Linked DNA regions of Rattus norvegicus: all the other regions are linked to region 3. The links are chromatin contacts, called in public Hi-C maps. All regions are on one chromosome and are shown on one strand. Each heading gives the region's core, a stretch centred on a gene start, on an enhancer-like site or on the middle of the called end of the contact. The rest is flanking DNA. Distances are from core to core; before and after follow the strand shown. Region 1 has its middle 45 kb from the start of Ppp1r12a. Region 2 holds the start of Ppp1r12a (protein phosphatase 1, regulatory subunit 12A). Region 3 has its middle 34 kb from the start of Otogl.

Region 1 (3,715 bases), core at 574-3,073, 190 kb after region 3:
TAAATCAGCGTATGGCTAGATAGCAGTTGCTTCAAGAATTGTGACTTTTCTGGTTCTGCCAGATGAATGAAGCTACTTAGTGACACAGGAGTGAAGGCATAGGAGGAAACAAAGGACATTTGTGGCCAGACTCGGGAAGGCTACACTCAGCCATCTAGCCTAGGAGTACAGAATGGAACCGACATAGGGGTTTCCCTAGTTTAGAAAAATGACTCCGAATAACCCCCAGCTTCCCTTTACAGCCACGAGGATCCCCTCATTGCCTTACAACTCATGTTTAGTTCTCAAGCCAAAAGCATTGTCTTTCAAAACTGTGTTTCCTTTTCTAAATGCAGGCTGTGGCTTTAAAGTGGGTTATAAAGCCACCTCAGTGGGTCAAGACCATACATTTTAATGAAACACAGGGGAATGAAATAGTATAGAAGAACAGAGGAGACAAGAAAAAAAAGGAAGACACAGTACTTGGTCCTACAGATATGTGTGTGGGTACACTGGGTGTCAGGACCTTATCTATTTCCTTAGGAATAGGTAGAGACGTGGCATGATATATAAAACGAATGGGGAACGAACTTTCCCAAAGCGCTATAACCCAATGTGTGACAGCCTCCTCCAGCATCAGCATCAGCATCATAATAGTAAAATGGCTTTTTAAGGAACAAGAATGCCCAAAAGTTAAAATGAAACAAAAACTTGCCTAAATGTTCATGCAAAATTCAGAAGACAAAGTTCAAACATTTCCAATTACATTTAAAAAAAAATAATTTCAAAGGTTGTCCATGTTCTCAAAATACTTGGCTTCATTCTACTCTACTCTTCTTTTCTGCAAACCACAAATCTAAGTGTGGTCATGTACTTTTTAATCCTATTCCATTATCAGATCTTTTCATAGACAATTGTTATGACGGCCGGCCGATGGGGGTGCACACCTTTAATCCTGGCACTAGGGAGACAGAGGCACAAGCAGGCAGATCTCTATGAGTTCAAAGCCAGCCAGGGTTACAGTGGTCTACAGAACAAGTTCCAGGACAGGTCAAGGCTACAAAGAAAAACCATGTCTCAAAGAATAAAAATTGAGAGAGAGAGAGAGAGAGAGAGAGAGAGAGAGAGAGAGAGAGAGAGAGAGAGAGAGAATATAACATCTTCCACAAGAATCTGTTTTTCATGATAAAATATATTTCCATTCAACACTGAAAGAGAGGGGAAAAGTCAACTATCAGGCCCATCCATCATTTAAATAGTGATTTTTTTTTGCAGGAAATTTTACTTTAACGTGCAGAAAAAAGTCATTACACAGTCATTCCACAGTGTCTTCTGTGTCTGTGAGTTATACAATTATTCACCCTAACAGATCATTCCAATTCAAATAAAGAACAAATCAGGGAAGCATCAAGTCATGCCAGCCTTTTTGTTGGAAGAAACGCTCCCTGATACCGTAAGGGGAGGGAGAAATGTGGGAATTCCTTTTAAACAAAGTACCAGCTGCATAATTCTCTGATCTCATACCCATGTGTGCCAACCCTCCCTGTTCTCCATCTCGGCAGAAAGTGCTAAGAGATCAGAAGGGAATTCTTACAGGGAGGCAGCGTGACCCCGCGCTCCCATTCTGTGCGGACTGCAGTTTAAAGATAGAAATGCAATGCGAACAGGGCGTGGCTGCACTGCGGGATTCAGTTCAGCCAGAGCCTGAGCTCTGTTATCTCTGTTTTACTCACCCTGGGCTCGCAAAGCCTATCTGTGATTCATTCCTTTTCTACCCTCTGGACCTTGAACACAAAGAGCTGGTGTTTTAGAGGGATCCGAAGGGACTCAGCATCTGATTCAGAGCCCGATCTGAGAGCTGGAAAAGCCTTTCCCTTGAGGCCTGTCCTGCAGTCCGACCCTTCCTTGAACTCCTGTGGACCCCGGGCACATCCCGCACACGCAGACTGCACTTGCTATTAGCTAGGCAACGCCTGTCATTGAGCTTTCGTCACGGGCTCGTTCAGGTCCTTGCTCTAGTTTGAGTTATGATACGTTTCTACTGTCCTCCCCTCAGAGCCCAGGGATCTATGCTGAAGAGGGGAAAGAATAACTGAAAGAGCCAAGGATGGTGGGTCCCAAGGAAACAGCATCTTCTGGACATAACAGAGCTGATAGGCAAGAGCTAACAGAGGCTGTATAGCTTACACAAGATGGACGATGGTTTGAGCTACACAGTATCCCAGCACTAAGAAGGGGACATGGACACAAAGTCCCACTCCTATCCAAATAAAAAGCTACTTGCAAGTGATGCCTGCTGGGAAAGAAAAAAATCATTTTTCTTCAATGGAATGGCCATGAGTACGCCATGTCAGTCAAGGGCAGGCCCCATCCCAAGGAGTATTTGACCAACACAAAATGAGCTACATGTTTTGTTTTGCTTTGGGTTTGGTTGTTGTTGCTGCTGTTGATGTTTTGTCTCATTGGGTTTGTTGTTATTTGTTCCTTTTGATTTTTATTTTTGGAGGTTTTTTTTTTTCCCAGACAGAAAGAGAAGAAGAGAGGGGGAGGAAAGAGGGGGATGCACAAAGTTGTATGTGTAGGGAAGATCTGGGAGGAGTTGACATTGGCAGAGGGGAAAGAATCAAAATGTATTGTGTGAAAAAATTTAAGTTGAAACACAAAAGAAAACTTTTCTGCTATCTGTATTCTGCTCTAGCTCCTTGGGGCACTTCTCAGTACTCCTCAGGGTAGGGCTAATCCCTGGCCTGTGCTCTGCCCCCTCCAACAGAATATAAGCCCTGAGGACTGATGTTTTGTTTGCTACTTCAACCCCAGCACATCAAGCAATGTTTAGTAGCCTCTTAGGAAATAGCTGTTGGGTAAAGGGATAGGTCTTGGGGCCAGGGGTATGGCTCAGTGGTTGTAGGCACTTATCACCCAACCTGACAACCTGGGTTCAGTCAACTCCCAGGTCCCACGTGGTAGGAGAGAACAGACTTGTACAAGTTATCTCTTGACTTCATACGTGCGATGTAGCAGCTGAAATGGCCCTGATCAATATAACGGCATATCCAGTGGTGATTATGTGGCTCAACCCAACGAGGATACAGACTAAGGAGCTGGCAGGAATGTCTACTCATCTACATTAGGTCCTCTTAGCAGATACTGGATGGTGTGGATGAAACTTCTTGTTGGGCCAACAAACCAGGAAGGTTAAAAATCGTGCTTAATCATCTGGGTGTGGAAGTACACGCCTGTAATCTCGGCACTTGGAAAGTAGAGACAGGAGGACCAGCTATACAATATCATCTTTGCCTACATAATGAGTTTACAGCCTAGGCTACATAAGACATTGCCAAGAAAAGAATGAGGTTAACTCTACAACCCTATTGCTGTCCCTAGCTTCGACACACTGTCCTACTTCTGGCTGAGGATTACGACCTCAATATAAACATACTGTTTGTATGGCCAAATCAGACCAAGAAATCTGACCTAATGAAGGAAGGCTGTCAATAGCTAGCGTGGCAGAATTACTTCCAGTATAGATACAAGTCACCAGCAGAAATCCACAGCAAGCAGTTGGGTCTGAATATCATTAGAAAGTCTTCTGAAAATAGAGATTCTGAAATTCCAACACCAGACTTTCAAGTGTAAAAGTCCCAGTGAGATGGGACCACTGCTGAGAGTTTTTACCAAGTAATCCTGGGCTTTGCTAAGGATGAGATATTCCTGGCTTTCACCACACCATTAATTT
Region 2 (3,482 bases), core at 305-2,804, 240 kb after region 3:
ATAAAATTTAGTACGAACGCCACTGTTCTCCTTGCTGTGCAGAGGTCTAACGGTATAATCCTTGGCTCATTTTATGAAGACATGCTATATTTCATGTATGGCACACTCGCTTTTGTATTTCAAAGGAAGTTTTTATCCTAGTTTGGATCTTACTACTATTCCTAAAATTGAAATTCAGAATATTCAGTTCTATAAGGAAGGTGGTTTCGTAAGCATATTTTACTCAATTATTCTAATATAGTCTACGAGAAAGGCAACATGCTAAGAGTAAGAAAATAACTTTCCACTGGTGTATCCCCACCACTGGGAGGCGGTTAGGGCAAGGTTAAAGGAGAATTGCAACTGTTTTCTTTTGGGAGTCTCACAGTCTAGAGGATCCCCAAACTTCCATTCAGTGGTAGGGTTTTATGACATTATAGATCTAGAGTGTACGGAAAGGGAGAGTGTTTAGAAAACACAAATTTAAAGTCTCTTTATGATAATGTCTTTTACAGCACGAGACCTTAAGAAATTTAAGAATTTAAGAAATCAAATCAATCATATTTACTGTATTTTCGGAGCCTAGGAAGTCACGACTTATTAGACAAGTATTGGATAAGTATCAGTCGATGTAACTGCCTTCATCCACATTCCTTTTGAATTCTAGACGCAGCCGGGTCTTCACTCCATAGAAAGCAATGGAGCTGGAACCATAAATCCCTTAAAAGGTCAGAACCAGTTAACAAGGCTGAACTAACCCCATGGGCAGTGCCACACAGGCTGGAAGCGATGAAAGAAGAAGAAATCAAAACAGGCTTAAGAGACAGAGAAAACAAAACAACAATACCGAGCAAGCCTAAGAGGAAAGACATTTCTGCAGTGGGTGTTAGCAGGAAGCCAACGCAATTACCGCAGGTCATCCCCTGCCAGTAGGCGATCACCTCGGTCACTGCCAACAGGGCCGTGGAGACGACTCCGACCCCACTTTTAAAACGGCCTCGTCAGGATCGCCCGGGTTCACCCGAGTTCCTCGGGAAGAGCACCCCCAAGCACCTAATGCGCGACCTGTGCCCACTCCATTCAAATCACGCAGCCAATAGGAAAACCCTCCGCCCTGGGCAGACGCCTCGCGCGGCCGGACCAGCCCCGGAGGCAGGTCAGCCTGGTACCGCCTCGCCGCCCGACGGGCAGCCTCCAGAGCCCTCGGTCCCGCTGGACAACCTTCCTTCCCGGCCTCCTCCCTTCCAGGAGCGGCCCAGCCCCCGCAGCCAGAGCCACACCCGCTTCCCTCCGGTAGCGCCCCCGCCGCACTCGGCCGCCGAGCTCTTCCTGGGCCGGGCCGAGGCGGGAGCGCGCATGCGCACTGACCGCAGGGCGCCTCCCCGGCCGCGATCTCGCGAAGTTACGCTCAGCCGGGCCGCGGCTGACGGGCGGCCGTGCCGGGGGCGGGAGGGCGTCTGTGGTAGGAAGAGAGGCCCGCTCTGCCGGGCTCGCCCCAGTGCTCTGTGGGATACTGGAAGTCTCGAGCGTCTCCTCCCCGGCTCGCGACTCCGCTCCGGCCCGCTCTCGCAGACACGGTCGCACACCCCCCGGCGTCCCCTCGCCTCCCTCGCCGCCGCCCCCTTCCCCCGCTCGCGATAAGAAGAGCCGGCGGCAGGAGAGGGGATGAAGATGGCGGACGCGAAGCAGAAGCGGAACGAGCAGCTGAAGCGCTGGATCGGCTCCGAGACGGACCTCGAGCCTCCCGTGGTGAAGCGCCAGAAGACCAAGGTGAAGTTCGACGATGGCGCCGTCTTCCTCGCCGCCTGCTCCAGCGGCGACACGGACGAGGTTCTCAAGCTGCTGCACCGCGGCGCCGACATCAATTACGCCAATGTGGACGGACTCACCGCCCTGCACCAGGTCTGTGTGCCCGCCGACCTCACCCGGAGCCCGGGCCCGCTGTCGTGCTCGCGCCCGGGCCTCTCAGGGCTCCGGTGCTGAGGCCGGGGGGTGGCGGGAGACTCCCTGCTGCGGGTGAGGGGGCGGCTCCGTCGGCGGAGGCTGGGCGCGGGGCTCCAGGCCCCCTTCATAGCCGCTCGCTCGCTGCCTGTGCAGTTTGGGAGCCGGCTGATTTTCCTGGGCGCGGGACAAAATGGACTGTGGTCCTCTTGGGGCCCCAGGGCCATTTGTGGACATGTGTCTGGTACTCTGGGTCAAGCCGAGCTGGAGTGTAATGTAATGGGTTGTGCCGAGGCCGGGTGTCAGTGATAGACTCGGGGGGTGGGGGAGTTTGAAAATCCACTAACCGGGAGCGGTAGGGATTCTTGTAGCAGATGGACCCCCTTTGACCTGTAGGTGGGCATTGGTCTTGGTGTACTTTTCAGGACTTGATTACAAATGACGATGATAATAATAGTGATCAAGAGCCCTAAAGCCGGGTGCCCTGAGCGAACGATTTCCTGTTTTCTCCTTTATTACTCTTGGTCACTGGGGAGGGGAAAACGGGGTGTAATTAGCTATTCTGTGGTGGCTGAAAGAGAGGGGTTTGCTAGTGTATCAGATAAGGAAGTCTTCCCAAGTGGGCTTGCCCACCTCTTAACTAGAGTCTATGGATTCCTGTACTCGAAGTTTGTCGCAGAGACGCAGATCCATTAGCTCTGGCTCCTGGAGTGTACACCGGGGCTAGGAAAGACAAGAATAAACAATGTGTACTCCTCAAAGACGGTTGCCAAACTTTGATTTTTTTTATTTTATTTTATTTTTTTTTTGTTGGGTGGAGGGGAGAAATGAAGCTAATCACAATCTTTTCTCAAAATGGATGCTTTGTGCATGTTAAAGTTTTATAGTAGTCTGATTGGGATCTCTCAATGTTAGCCAAATAAGGAGAAACTATTGGCAATCCAGAGATAATGTTGCTTTGCCTTTAACAAGCCAAAAGCAACAAAACCCTTAGAGTTCTGCTTGAAAAGCAAGTTTTAAGTGCTGGTAATAGGTGCCATAACATAGATTCTTTCTATTTTCATGTTAAGCAACTTGGAATTACTAGGAAATTCGAGTGAAAAAGGCTTTTCCCGCTCTCTCCCCTTGGTTCTGTGGGAGAGCATAGCTCTATTTTGAATAATAGTGTGGTTAAAAACAGAGGTTGAAACCTAAGGCTTCGCACTTTGTACCTAAACTTTATTATTTTGCCCCTGTTAACTTTATACCTTTTAAAAAGACATGGTATGGAGGTATTTTCCTTTTATTGCTTCCTGCTTTAATAAGTGATGACCATTTAAAGTTTTATTTAATCAAATTCACATATCAAGTTTGGCGTAGCCTATGTTTACAAAGCTGACTGGAAGGACTGAAATGCCTGACAATCTGGAGGACAGATCTGGAATTTAGAATGGCACTGAGTGAAAATATAGGGTGGTTCTTTACTATAATACAAAGTTCATTTGCTTAAAGCTTATGGCACATTATAACTCTTAGATCTGAAAACATGATTTTGAGAAGGAAATCAACTTCAGCATTAAAAA
Region 3 (3,468 bases), core at 791-3,290:
TTTGCTCTTTAATGTCCCTGTACAATCCTATCTCCTCAAATAACATTATTGAAAATGAAAAAGAAGCCCCAACCCCCTCCCCAGTTGAATATTTCAAGCTGCATCCTGTATCAAGTCTTGGCATGAAGTCAACCTCTTTAGCCCGATTTAGAGCACATGGCAGTGATCCAATTCATTGTGGCTGTTTGTGGACCCCAGATCACATTTCAGAAAGAAAGGGTGGTGATCTGCTGACCTTCTCAGGACAGTGGCCGACAGACAGCTCTTCTCATGCCTGACACCCGATCCTTCTACTAACATTAGCTCTAATCAAAGATGGTGCCAAGATCGCATCAAGTGCCAGCCCACAAACCTATCCTCCTCCAAGAGGTGTGGGGCTTCCTGTCACCCGCTGAGTTTCAGTGTTGGAATGCCTTTCCCTTTCAGATCCAAGGAAGCTGGATCTGAAACAGAAGATAAAGCTCAAGGCCATTCTCGGTTGAGTTTTCCCGTTATTAATAGTGCATGCCTGCCTACTGTCATTGCCCTCATATCCACTGATGTTCAGTGAGATCCATAGCAAAGACATAGAGCATTCTAAAATCAACAATCCTAGAACACTTTTTTTTTACATCCTGACCTCAATTTCCCCTTCCTTTCCTCCTCCCACTCCTCCTCCATTTGTCTTCAGAAAAGGACAGGCCTCCTATAGACAGCAACCAGCCATGGTATATCAAGTTGCAGTAAGACTAGGTACCTCCTCTCCTATTAAGGCTAGAAGAGACAACCCAGGAGCAGAAAGGGTCCCATAGGCAGAAAATAGTCAAGATAGCCCTTGCTCCCACTGTTAGGAGTCCCACAAGACCAAGCTACACAACTGTAACATATGATCTGAGGGTATAGGTCAGTCCCATGCAGGCTCCCCAATTGTCGGTTCAGTCTCTGTGAGTCCCTATGGGCCCAGATTAGTTGATTCTGCGAGTTTTCTTGCAGTGTCCCTGTCCCCTCTGGCTCCTACAATCCTTCCTCCCCATCTTCCTCAGGATTCCCCAAGCTCTACCTAATGTGTGGTTGTTGCTCTCTGCCATCTGTTTCCTTCCGTTGCTGGGTGAGGGCAGTCTGATAACAGTTAGGCTAAACACCAATCTGTGTTGAGAGAGAGAAAGAGACAGACAGACAGACAGACAGACAGACAGACAGACACAGAGACAGAGAGACAGAGAGACAGAGAGACAGAGAGAGACAGAGACAGAGACAGACAGAGACAGAGACAGAGACACAGACAGACAGACAGACAGACAGACAGACAGACAGACAGAGGCAGAGGGAGGCAGCAGAAGGCATAGGGAGGCATATGGAAGGAGAGCTGGAGGGAGGGAGGGAAATGAAATGACTCCTAATGATACTCTTCTAAAACAATTCTATCCTATGAGATTCCCTCAGTCACGGGGCCACTCTTTCCTGTCAGTCTCTCATCAATCACCCTTTGTTAAAATTGTGATTTAAGTTTTCACTGGGCTCAAATTATCCTCTGCTTTGCTCCTACTAAATATTCAAGAACAGAATGGCTGACACCCACGAGGTCTAAAGAAGGCAACTTTTACCTTTTCACTTGCCTATGCAGTCTCTAAATCAGGAAGTTGTTCTTAATCTTAAAGGGCCTTTAGCTAAAAGGGCCTTTAGGACGTTTGCTCTGAGCAGCTCCTACCTTATACATAAAAGTCTCTGTTAATCTGAAGATCCCTGGCACACTGGATATGGTCAAAATAATCATTGGCTTTCCTGGAGTTTATGCTTACTATATGAAAGCTCTGTTTCCGATACAGATTTTTATCTTTTTTCTATCTCCCCAAACAAATAATCTTTGAAGTCAGTTAAGATGGGGGGGAGAGAGAGAGAGAGAGAGAGAGAGAGAGAGAGAGAGGAATTATTTCACCCTGCCTTGTTTGTTTCCATGAGGGCTCTGACTGAAAGGAAAAGATGAGTCACCCAGCACTATTCCGTATTTGGTGGTTGGGACTCTTGGCTGTTAAAACCAAAAGAGGGCAGCACTCCATGGGGTTTGAATTCTCAGGAAGCCAAGTCTTGTTTCACACTGAATTCTACCATAGCAAGGCAAATGTACTCTGTGTCATGAGAAGAGAACACAGATCCAGATACACAAAAATGAAGGAGAAATAGCTCTCTTGGAGCAGCAGTTAGGATAGCTCTGTGCATTTGTGAGCGCTGAAGAAGTTTCAGTGCAATGAGAATGATTATCAGGTGATTTTTCTTGACTTGAAACATCGTGAAAAAGCACTCAAAACTTTATAATATTTTTTTTAATATTGAGCGCACTATGTATGTGTGTGCATGTGTATGTGTAGGCATATGCCCTGGCCTGGATGTGAAGTCAGTGGATAACCTGTGGGAGTCAGTTCTTTCTTTCTACCCTGTGAGACCTGGAAATTGAATTCTAGGTCATCTATCTTAGTAGTTCATGCCTTTATCCACTGAGTAATCCCTCAAAGGTTTGGGGTAAGTGATATGACATGACTCTGTCTCTGGGGAATATGCATCCAAGGGGGAAATATTCAAGATATTGGAGCAAGGGAAAAGGGGAAGAGGGAGCCAAAGGAAAACCAGATGGGGAGGAACCACTTTACAAAAAGTGAGGAGTTGAAGCAGAGGGATCAGGGAAAACAGGAAGGTGGGCCTGGTGGGGACACTGTGACATACAGAGGATGCCTTTATTGAATAGATAAAGGCCAAAGGGGTGAGCCAGGAGGCTTCCTATCTGAACCTTAATCATAGAGTCGAGTCCTTAACCTATTAGGAATCCAGGAAGAAACAATGCATTTGGAAGCAACCATGATGAATTCATTTTTGGAAACATTTCTCCTTCAGAGAAATTAAGTAATTACTGCACTGCTAAGATACAATGGGGTGCAGGAAAAAAATGCAGAAAGGAGATTGCCCCCAAAGATTGTTTTAAAAACTAATCATGAGTGCCAACTGTAAACTTTTTTCCAGACGGGATCCCAGTGCTGATTACATGACTCACTTGTAGATACTGTGCTGGGCACTCATGAGCTATGCCCTTCTGACCTCATCTAACTCTCTCTTTCTTTATTCTACTATTATTTTAGTCATGTCTCATAGCAACATTTTGGGCAACAACTGGCCACACATACAGTGATGATGCTGTAAGGTCATATCTGCTAATAGTGACATCATAGCCATTGAGTTTGTGGAAACGCTGATGTTTGCATAACAATGAATGCATTTCTTAGAATTTTAAGGAAATGTCTTACTGTGTTTGCACCTTGGAGTAAGGATACCAAAACCCTTTGTAATATATTGTGAAAGCATCAATTAATTCCGATTATAATATTTTCTACATAAACATGGAGACACAGGCATTTGAAGTATCATTAGCATTTACAAAAAATCACTATGTTAGACACTAAGTATTGTACATATCACTTCATTTAATCATGGCCATTCTAT

Evidence for each region. Hi-C and Micro-C count contacts between places; a contact is called where the count stands out from the background.
Region 1: a Hi-C map of Schwann cells shows a contact between it and region 3, with 2.9 times the contacts expected there. The contact joins two enhancer-like sites. A contact is called at or near these places in 2 of 12 Hi-C or Micro-C datasets (Schwann cells and kidney).
Region 2: a Hi-C map of Schwann cells shows a contact between it and region 3, with 6 times the contacts expected there. The contact joins the promoter of Ppp1r12a here to the enhancer-like site in region 3. A contact is called at or near these places in 7 of 12 Hi-C or Micro-C datasets (the A7r5 cell line, the Rat2 cell line, Schwann cells and 4 more) and 1 of 1 datasets of contacts at active chromatin or transcription factors (oligodendrocytes).

Annotation. Positions count from the first base shown.
Region 1 is chr7:45,322,223-45,325,937 of GRCr8, forward strand. No RefSeq gene overlaps it. Among named protein-coding and RNA genes, the nearest start is that of Ppp1r12a, 45 kb to the right of the region's middle. Within about 2 kb of position 1,824, at least 18 of the 93 cell types and tissues checked have an H3K27ac peak or open chromatin away from gene starts, as enhancers often do. A contact at or near this core is called in Schwann cells, where this site is marked.
Region 2 is chr7:45,367,890-45,371,371 of GRCr8, forward strand. Ppp1r12a (protein phosphatase 1, regulatory subunit 12A) reads left to right here and starts at 1,555. Exons shown (of 24, transcript NM_053890.2): 1 at 1,555-1,881. The coding sequence starts at 1,645.
Region 3 is chr7:45,129,706-45,133,173 of GRCr8, forward strand. No RefSeq gene overlaps it. Among named protein-coding and RNA genes, the nearest start is that of Otogl, 34 kb to the left of the region's middle. Within about 2 kb of position 2,041, at least 17 of the 93 cell types and tissues checked have an H3K27ac peak or open chromatin away from gene starts, as enhancers often do. A contact at or near this core is called in Schwann cells, where this site is marked.